2 separate regions of the Macaca mulatta genome follow, and region 2 is linked to region 1. The links are chromatin contacts, called in public Hi-C maps. All regions are on one chromosome and are shown on one strand. Each heading gives the region's core, a stretch centred on a gene start, on an enhancer-like site or on the middle of the called end of the contact. The rest is flanking DNA. Distances are from core to core; before and after follow the strand shown. Region 1 holds the start of CNIH1 (cornichon family AMPA receptor auxiliary protein 1). Region 2 holds the start of GMFB (glia maturation factor beta).

The links. Hi-C and Micro-C count contacts between places; a contact is called where the count stands out from the background.
Region 2: a contact with region 1 is called in a Hi-C map of cortical neurons, with 3 times the contacts expected there. The contact joins the promoter of GMFB here to the promoter of CNIH1 in region 1. A contact is called at or near these places in 3 of 14 Hi-C or Micro-C datasets (CD4 T cells, cortical neurons and liver).

The regions. Positions count from the first base shown.
Region 1 is chr7:127,555,309-127,560,531 of T2T-MMU8v2.0, reverse strand. CNIH1 (cornichon family AMPA receptor auxiliary protein 1) reads left to right here and starts at 2,896. Exons shown (of 5, transcript NM_001193769.1): 1 at 2,896-3,098. The coding sequence starts at 3,018.
Region 2 is chr7:127,607,861-127,613,032 of T2T-MMU8v2.0, reverse strand. It overlaps GMFB (glia maturation factor beta), which reads left to right and starts at 2,022. Exons shown (of 7, transcript XM_015143719.3): 1 at 2,022-2,122. The coding sequence starts at 2,120.

The DNA.
Region 1 (5,223 bases), core at 1,647-4,146:
TAGCTCTTTATCCTCATTCAAAAGGGTGTATTCTCTAACAGATTATAGCTGCTTAATATTGTCTAAAATGTTGCTGTCCAATAGAACTTTCTATGTTGGAGGTATCCTATATCTATGCTGTCTAATACAGTAGCCACATGAGGCTATTGAATACTGGAAATATGAGCACTGGAAATATGGCTAGTGTAGCTGAGGAAGTGAATTTTTAATTTTATTTAATTAATTTGTTTTTATTTTTTAATTAAAACAATTTTTTTGGAAACAAGGTCTCACTCTGTCACCCATGTTGGGGTGCAGTGGCGCAACCATGGCTCACTGAAGCCTCCAACCTCATGGCCTCAAGTGATCCTCCTGCCTCGGCTTCCTAAAGTGTTGGAATTGCAGGTGTGCATTACCTTGCCCAGCTTAAATTAATTTAAATTTAAAGTCACATGACTAGTGGCTCCTATATTAGACAGCACAAGTCTAAAGTTGACCTGTGTGCTCTGGTAATATGTGAAGGGGGCTTCATCCCACTGCAGCTTATATGACTGTGTGAATCAGTCAGCACTCCACCTGGCATAGAACAGGTGCTCAATAAACCTTTGTTGAACTACCTAAAATGCTACCCTTGAAGAAAGTTGGTGGGGGAACCTGGGTTTTATGTAACCGCAGTAGTAGGGGTTGAGGCAGGCAAAATTCCTCTTACAAGTCTCCTCTTCCTCCTCAGGTGAAATAGGGGTAGCCCCTTCTAATTAAGGGTGGGTGCCTGGGAGATAGTTTCATTCTATGAGGTAAGGTGATAGCCTAGTCACGAGACAGGGAAAATATATATTTCAAGGGAAGCTGGAGGAAAGCTTGTTGCCAAAAGGTAGGATTTCTTCATATCTGGTGATGAAACATAATTTCCCAAGTTGTAGATGGGATTCATCTGGAAAAAGGGGGTTGGATCTCATGTTTTGGCTTGAGTAGTTCCTTGCAAACTCTCTTTCCCCTGAGCCCAGGAAGCTGCATCTCCCTTTCATTAGATTGTGAGTTCTCCTGCATGAATATTGCCCAATGCTGTGTTCTGCCATGCCCCAGTGGCCTAAAGTACTGAATCAAATCATATTTGCTTCCTTCCTCTCTTTCACCAGGGCATCCAGTTAATGAAGTTCAGCTGAGCTTGTCTCCCAACTACTATAAAACATGTTTACCCCTTTACTTCCCAGCTTCCACTGCTCTAGTTCAGATCCATAGCAACTTATGCTTGGACCATTGCTGTGGGCCCCTGTTTCCAATCTAACACTCCTCTAATCAGGGTCATTGTGCACAGTTGGGCAGTTTGTGTATTGCACATGGGTGCCTGGCCAAGAAGGTTGGTGGGGCTGAAGTATAGCCTGCATTCCTACACTCTGGTGTGGGCCTCTGTCCATCTGGAGAAAGTAACTTTACAAAAAATTTTATTGGATTTTATTTTATTTTATTTTTTTAAAAAAGAAATAGAGATGAGCTCTCATTACATTGCCCAGGGTGGTCTCGAACTCCTAAGCTCAAGTAATCCCCCTGCCTTGGCCTCCCAAAGTGGTAGGATTACAGGCATGAGCCACTGTGCCTGGCCAAAAGTAACTTGATAATTTGCACATAGGTGCCACATAATCCTGGTTGTACAGGCCTGTACTGTCCAATACACTAGTCACATTTTACTTAAAGTGATGTGAAATTTAAAGTTCGGTTCCTCAGTCATGCTAGACAATTTGCAAGTGCACGATGGCCACATGTGGCTAGTGGCTACTGTATTGGGCAATGTAGGTATAGAAAATTTTCACGATCACAGAAAATTCTATCGCACAACACTGGACAGACCCTACTTCTAGACTATTCTGTGCAATATGCTAGGTGAACGATCTTTAATGCAAATCTAAACATAGTCTTCTTTTGCTCAAAAGCCTTCAATGATTTTCACTTCCATCAGCAGCAGTTAATAGAGTTCTTTTTTCTTTTAAAAATGGTTGTAATGGAAAATTAATCAATTTTGAATCTATTTTGTGTGTTACAACCAGTATTAAAAACAAAAAAGTAGCAAAAGAGAGTAGAAGGGAAAGTACTTACGGAGCATTAGCACAGTTTTGTGAAATTTTTGTTTTGGTTATATCTATATTTCTTTGCCTCTATATCTACATTTCCATCTCTTCATAACTTGCTGTCTGTATGATATTCCACTGGGTTGCAATGAAAAAAATCTTTCTGGTTATGTGTGGTGAGCAAAAAAATTGGAAAAATTTGGGCTTATGGGATAAGAAGTCTGAGCTCCGTAATGAAGCATATAAGGCCCTCTATGATCTGATCCCTTGCTGATTCATTTCTAATTCACACCACTGTCTTGCACTTATGTTCCATTAATACAGAATTGCTGCTGGTTTCACCTGAGACACGAAGCTTTAGTTTTCTTTTCTTTTTTCCATCTCTGTGCGTTTCCTCATTCTGCACCGTTTCCTTGGACTGCCAGTTCTACCTTCGTTTTGCCTGGAGAACTTCTGCTCCTCATCTAAGGCCAACTTAGGAAACACCTACAGCAGGAATCCTGCCTAAATGCTCCCGGGCGGGCTGGCTGTCCTTCTTCGACCTTTCAGAACATCCCACACACATCCGTTTACAGAGTTATAATAAAGTATTTATTTAGGTGTTCATTTCCGGCACTATACTAAGTTCTTTCAGTGCAGGTACTATCTTATTCATCTTTGTATGTGAAGCGAGAAACGCGGTACCTGTAACAAACTAGGCACTCATTCAATAAATAATTTGTTGAAAAAATAAACGCGAGGAGGAAGGAAAAATAATCAACTGTGCGGACAATGTCAGTGCAACGCAGACTCCGGCCATCAGAGGGCGCCGGGGCGGCTGGGCTGGTGCGCAGGCGCGCTGAGAGGGCTGGCGCCGAGGCGGTATCGGCGGCGGTCGTGGCTGTGGCCGGGGGAAGTGAATGGTTTTACCCAGAGGGCCCTGCGCCGCCTTTCTCCGCTGGCACCGGCGCTGCTCCCTGCTCCTCCTCCCTAACCATGGCGTTCACGTTCGCGGCCTTCTGCTACATGCTGGCGCTGCTGCTCACTGCCGCGCTCATCTTCTTCGCCATTTGGCACGTGAGTAGCCGGGGCTGTGGGAGGGAGGGCGAGGCGGCAGCGCAGCTTCTTTTCGCCCGGGGCTCGCGGTCGGGGCCGCCACGGCGGCGGGTGGTTTGCTCGCCTGGGTTGCGGTCCGGCTGGTGCGGGCCGCGCGGCGTAGGGTCTGCGCGCCATCCATCCGCGGTCTGGGGGCCGCGGGTACTGGAGGAGCCTGGGCGCGCGGTCGCCCGGTGGATGCGCCCGCGGTGTCTTGGCACAGGCCGCGCGCACCGCTACTCCTCCCGGGCTGGGTGGGGCGGCCGCGGTCCAGGCGGGCCCCTGCGGTTCCGCGCTGCGCTCTCACCGACCTCTGCTGGCCCGCGGCCCCACATCCCCGTATCCCCGCATCTCCGTATCCCTGCATCCCCGGGGAGGATGTCAACGGCGCGGTGATACGGGCGTAGTGTGAATGAAGTTTTCCTAATTTTTGTTAATATAGATTGGCTTTCTTTTAGGGTTTCCACAGAACTGTGGCCAAAATGTAACCTACTTAGGGTGAATTTCCAACTCTACTTCTCAGCACTTGTTGGGTGCTCTTCAAATCAAATTACTTTTTTTTTTTTTTCTTTTTCCAGATTGTTGTTTCCTGGTGAACTTTGATGCAAGTTCGATTGATTACTTTGTTGATTGCATGTCCGCGTTTCCCCCCCAAATCATACTTTGACCGCTGGAATTTCAACCGGCAGCCTTCCAAGCCACCCTTATATTCAGGATTGCTTGATTTAGTAGAGGGGGTTTTCTTTGATTTTGAGTTGCTCAGAAACCTTAAGCTTTTCGAGGGCGGTATTTATTTCTGTTACACACATCATCATCACTGTTGCAGGGTGGAAGCACAGCATTACTGGTCCAAAGTCGTAAGTTCCCAGCGACATAGTTCTACAGAGATTTTTAAGAATTTCTGTTGCTTTAGCACAAAATTAAAAGCATTGAGAGCCCTCTGGAAATCATTCATTAAAAATTTATCTCATACTTGCTTCTCTTTTCCCCGTATTCCAGTACCTTCTCCTATACTGCTTTTAATTTGAATGAACACGTTCACTCTTATGTAGATTTTAAGTCAGGTTTCATCATGCCCGTAACAAGGATTTCTATGAAACATAAGGAGGGGCAGAATGTTTCAATAGCAGCAGCGTCTTATGCAAAAAAAAATCTCGAAAGTGGAAGCATATCACAATCCATTCTTTTTGCTAAGCAGTGTGGTTATGTTTATAATTATTTTAGGACCTGACTGCTTATTGTAATCAGGAATACTTACGTAGGCTATTAACTGTGTCAGAAATAACTGCTAACTCAGAATGCTTGTCAGTAAGAGCCAGTAATTTGAAGAGCATCTTCAGCTCTGCTTTGGTGGGAGAACAATACCAAAGATAATTTGGGATACAGACTAGCTCAGCCTTAGTAAGCCTGTGATGAAAATGTGTGGTTCCATGGCTGGGCGCGGTGGCTCACGCCTGTAATCCCAGCACTTTGGGAGGCGGAGGCGGGAGGATCACGAGGTCAGGAGTTCGAGACCAGCCTGGCCAACATGGTGAAACACTGTCTCTATTAAAAATACAAAAAAATTAGCCAGGCGTGGTGGTGGGCGCCTGTAATCCCAGCTACTCGGGAGGCTAAGGTGGAGGAGAATCGCTTGAACCCGGGAGGCAAAGGTTGCAGTGAGCCGAGATGGCGCCACTGCACTCCATCCTGGGCCAAGACTCCGTCTCAAAAAAAAAAAAAAAAAAAGACAATGTGTGGTTCCATTCCATCTGTAGATGTAGCTTTAAGTCACTCTCTGCTTGATGGGTATTCCTTTTTTCTGGAATGAGGGGGATTCTTAGAGCTCTGGGGTAGCCTTTTCCACATTTGTACATTTTGGACCAAGTAGTGTTTGGCTTACGGAAAACCTGAACTGCACTTTCAAAAAATGGGTAATTTAATTTCAGCTTCGAAACAAATGCGTGTCTGGGCGAAGTAAATAATTTTAAGTCGTGTTATAGAATTAAAAAAAACATTGTACCACAGATTCGTGGAGCTTTTATGCTTAGGGATTTCTTCATTCGGAGACTTAGTATCCTTTTGGAAACAATTCTAAATAGATAGTTTTAATTTTTCTGTTATCCAT
Region 2 (5,172 bases), core at 773-3,272, 53 kb before region 1:
AAAGACCTGACCGTCCCCAAGCCTGACACCAGTAAAGGGTCTGTGCTGAGGTGGATTAGTGAAAGGGGAAAGCCTCTTGCAGTTGAGATAGAGGAAGGCCACTGTCTTCTGCCTGCCCCTGGGAACTGAATGTCTTGGTATAAAACCCGATTGTACATTTGTTCAATTCTGAGATAGGAGAAAAACCGCCCTATGGCGGGATGTGAGACATATTGGCAGCAATGCTGCTTTGTTACTCTTTACTCCACTGAGATGTTTGGGTGGAGAGAAGTATAAATCTGGCCTATGTGCACATCCAGGCATAGTACCTTCTCTTGAACTTATTCGTGACACAGATTCCTTTGCTCACATGTTTTCTTGCTGACCTTCTCCCCACTATCACCCTGCTCTCCTGATGCATTCCTCTTGCTGATATAGTGAAAATAGTAATCCATAAATACTGAGGAAACTCAGAGACCGGTGCTGGTGCAGGTCCTTGGTATGCTGAGTGCCGGTGTCCTGGGCCCAGTGTTCTTTCTCTATACTTTGTGTCTTATTTCTTTTCTCAGTCTCTCGTCCCACCTGGTGAGATATACCCACAGGTGTGGAGGGGCAGGCCACCCCATCAGTGTGGTGGCTCATGCCTCTAATCTGGTTGTTGCACTAAGTCTGCTTCTGGTACAGAGACTTCTTGATGTTTACTTAGGCAGTGGCCCATAAGAGTGTTCATTGAAGCACCAATCATCATTCATTCATACTTTAATAAATAACTTGTACGGAGAAAAGAGGCTGGGCATGGTGGCTGACACCTGTGATCCCAGCGCTTTGGGAGGCGCGCAGGAAGACTGTTTGTGGCCAGGTGTTCAAGATCAGCTTGGGCAATATAGGGAGACTCTATCTCTACAAAAAAATTTTAAAAACAGCCGGGTGTGTGGTGGCACACGGCTGTAGTCCCAGCTACTCAGGAGGCTGAGGTAGGAGGATTGCTTGAGTCCAGGAGTTTGAGGCTGCTGTGAGCTATAATTGTGCCACCACACTCCAGCCTGGGCAACAGAACAAGACGAGAGAGAGAGAGAGAGAGAGAGAGAGAGAGAGAGAGAGAAGAAATGTGTGTGAGAGAAAGAGAGAAAGGGGGAGGGAGAGAGAGAGAGAATGGGAGAAGGAATGGCGGGAGAAAGAGAGAGAGTGGGAGAGGGAAGGAGAGGGAGAGAGAGAGATATTAACTAAGTCCTGGAAGGCAGCAATGGTCAGAGGTGGGGTTCTGGAGAGGGTGGGAGGAAAGGAGTTGTGCCTAGATTTGAGGGAGATCAAATTTGGAAGGTAGGCTGCGGTCAGTACACACATTTACCATTGAAAACATTGATGTCACCAGGAACATGCTCTCAGAGCTTGAAGACTGTTACTAAGGTCCGGAGAACTGGCATGACTTTTTTTTTTTTTTTTTTTGAGACGGAGTCTTGCTCTGTCACCCAGGCTGGAGTGCAGTGGCCGGATCTCGGCTCACTGCAAGCTCCGCCCATGACTTTTAAGTATGCACCTTGGATTTGTTTCTCACTTGCAGCCAGGCAGAGCATCCTCCTGTAGAGGGCGCAGGGAGAAAAAAAAAAAAAAAAAAAAAAAATCAGGCGCTCGCATTCTGGCTAATTTTTTTTTTTTTTTTTTTTTTTTTTTTTTTGAGACGGAGTCTGGCTCTGTCGCCCGGGCTGGAGTGCAGTGGCCGGATCTCAGCTCACAGCAAGCTCCGCCCCCCGGGTTTATGCCATTCTCCTGCCTCAGCCTCCCGAGTAGCTGGGACTACAGGCGCCCGCCGCCTCGCCCGGCTAGTTTTTTGTATTTTTTAGTAGAGACGGGGTTTCACCGTGTTCGCCAGGATGGTCTCGATCTCCTGACCTCGTGATCCGCCCGTCTCGGCCTCCCAAAGTGCTGGGATTACAGGCTTGAGCCACCGCGCCCGGCCGCGCATTCTGGCTAATTTTGAGCCGCGCCTCCTGCCGTCCGTCGTCACGTGCCGGCCCGCTGAGGCCGCGTTGATAGGTGGGGGCGACTGGGCCAGGCGCCGGGGCAGGAAGGGAGGCGGCCGCCGTGCCATTCTTAAAGGCGCCTGAGTGAAGGCGACAGGCTGCTGACGGCCGGAAGGAAAATGGTGAGTTGCCGCTGGGAGGGCGGGGGCCGGAGGGCTGGGCGAGCCGACCTGCTGGGCTTTCCGGGTTTCCGGAGCCGGCGGCGGCGGGCAGCGCCCGGGAGGGCTCGGCAGCCGCTTCCGCCCCAGCGGCTGGCCACTGCCCACAGCCAGAGTACTTGGCTTCCGCCGCCGCGCCTCAGGGCAGCATCCTCCAGCCAGGCCCGGGGTGGACCCGCCCAGGGGGCCATGGGACTAGGGTGCTTCCGCGAGCAGGGGGGTTGGGGAGGCCCCTCGAAGGCCCTTCGGGATGGAGGGCTTCAGCTTCTGAGCTGTAGGTTGGAGGGAAAGGAGTCTGCCCCATCGGAGGGCTCCCCCAAATCCCGCTTTCCCTGCCAGGGCCGTGGCCAGGTTCCAGGGGTTGGTGGGCCTCGAGCATCTTCCACCTGGCGGCGTTTTGGGGGAGGACTCGAATTCTGATTGAATTCTCTCGGCCTCACCTTAGCTTCTTTCTGTCTGCTCCTTTCCCTAGCCTCCTACAGAGGATTTCTCCTTATCTTTGCTTTCTTGTGGCAGTTGGAAACCTTTCGACCCAAAGCTTTGGCACTGGGCTTAAAGTAATTGTCAAAAGCTTTAGTTTTGTTGGTTCTGGGGGCTCTGGCTTCTGTTCTTACATGGGATGGACCCCAAGCATAAAAATAAAGTGGAGAATTAAATAAATCGCCATCAAGGATCTTTTGGATGCATCCCATTAGGTTTTTTAATATGCGTAAATTTCATTAGAAACAACAAAACACTGCTCTCTCTGCCCATCCACTCAATTCTGAACCCACTTTCATCGAATAGATCTTGTCATGGTCACTGAATCGAATGGATTCTTTTCAGTTTTCATCTTCTCTGACCTTTCAGCTGCATTCCAGAGTGTTACACTCTCTTGTTTTTGAAGCATTCCCTTCCTTCATTCTTCCCCCTTGGCTTCTGGGATACAGAGCTCCTCCTACTTCTCCTGTTGGTCCGTCTATTTCCCTTGCAGACCATTCTCCTTTCCCTGGACAATGCTCGAAGGAGTCCCTGGTTTCATCCTAATCCTTCATTTTCCATTATGTATTCTTTATCCTAAACTATGGCTTCAGTTAACACCTATATTCAGATGACTTGTGAATTTACAGCTCAGAAGACCTTGCTTCTGAGATCCAATCCAGATCTGTATGTACTTTTTTGTTTGTTTGTTTTTCTGAGACAGAGTTTCACTCTTGTTGCCCAGGCTGGAGTGCAATGGCGCGATCTCGGCCGTTGCAACCTCCGCCTCCCGGGTTCAAGCGATTGTCCTATCTCAGCCTCCCAAGTAGCTGGGATTACAGGCATGTGCCACCACGCCCAGCTAATTTTGTTTTGTTTTTGTTTGTTTTTTTGAGATGGAGTCTCGCTCTGTCGCCCATGCTAGAATATAGTGGCGCGATCTCGGTTCACTGCAAACTCCTCCTGGGTTCACGCCATTCTCCCGCCTCAGCTCCCAAGTAACTGGGACTACAGGCTCCCGCCACCACGCCCGGCTAATTTTGTTTTTGTATTTTTAGTAGAGACAGGGTTTCACCTTGTTAGCCAGGATGGTCTCGATCTCCTGACCTCGTGATCCGCCCACCTCGGCCTCCCAAAGTGCTGGGATTACAGGTGTAAACCACCTCGCCCGGCCCTAATTTTGTATTTTTAGTAGAAACGGGGTTTCACCATGTTGGCCAAGCTGGTCTGGAACTCCTGACCTCAAGTGATCCACCTGCCTTGTCCTCCCAAAGTGTTGAGATTACAGATGTGAGCCACCGCACCCGGCCCCAGATCTATATATTAATATTTCAAGATTTAGTTACCATTCCCTGGGAAGCTTTTCCTCCACTTGGGCGCTTCAAAGCCACCTCAGTTTGTCCAAAGTAGGACTCATGCCCTTTCTCCTCAAACCTGGTCTTCTGTGTGTTATACAAGACAATTTGTTATACAAGCCAGAAGCCTAGGAGTTATCTTGGTAACCCTTTTTTTTTTTTTTTTTTTTTTTTTTTTTTTTTTTTTTTTTTTTTTTTTTGCTTACTCACACCCCACCCCCAGCCCCAGTATCCAATCTGTCACCACCTCCTTTGTAGTGGTTAAGAGAGTGAGTTAAGATAGGCTGCCTGGGTTGAATCCTGGCTCCACTAGCTATGTAATTGGGGAAAGATACTTAACCTCTGTAAACCTTAGTTTCTTGCAAAATGGGAGTAATAATAGTATCTGTTTGGTGAGATTGTTTTGAGCATAAAGGGAAATCTATGTAAAGGATATAACAGTGTTACTCTCATAGGGTTTGATACATGTTAACTATTATTAGGACTAAATGGGGATTTTTTGCTATTGAGTTGTTTGAGATCCTTACATATTCTGGTTATTAATCCCTTGTTGAGTGGAGAATTTGCAGATATTTTCTCCCATTCTGTAGGTTGTCTCTTCACTCTGTTTGTTTTCTTTCCTCTCAGAAGCTTTTTAGCTTGATATGATCTCATTTGTCTGCTTTGCTTTAATTGTCTGTGCTTTTGAGGTTTTACTCAAAAAAATCTGCTCAGACCAGTGTTCTGAAGCAATTGCCCAGTGTTTTTTTTCTAGTGGTTTTGTGGTTTCAGGTCTTACATTTAAGTCTTTAACCCATTTTGATTTGATTTTTATGTATGCTGAGAGTTGCAGTCTGTTTGTTTCTGTTTTTTTGTTTTTGTTTTTGAGATGGAGTCTCGCTCTGTCTCCAGGCTGGAGTGCAGTGGTACGATCTCCACTCACTGCAACCTCCGCCTCCCGGTTTCAAGCGATTCTCTGGCCTCAGCCTCCCAAGTAGCTGGGATTACAGGCGCCAGCCACCACACCCAGCTAATTTTTGTATTTTTAGTAGACACGGGGTTTCACCATGTTAGCCAGGCTGGTCTCGAACTCCTGACCTCATGATCTGCCCGCCTCGACCTCCGAGCCCAGCCTGAGGTCTTTTTTTCCCAGCACCATTTATTGGAGAGAGTGTCCTTTCCCCAGTGTTTGTTTTTGGTATCTCTGTCCAAAATCAGTTG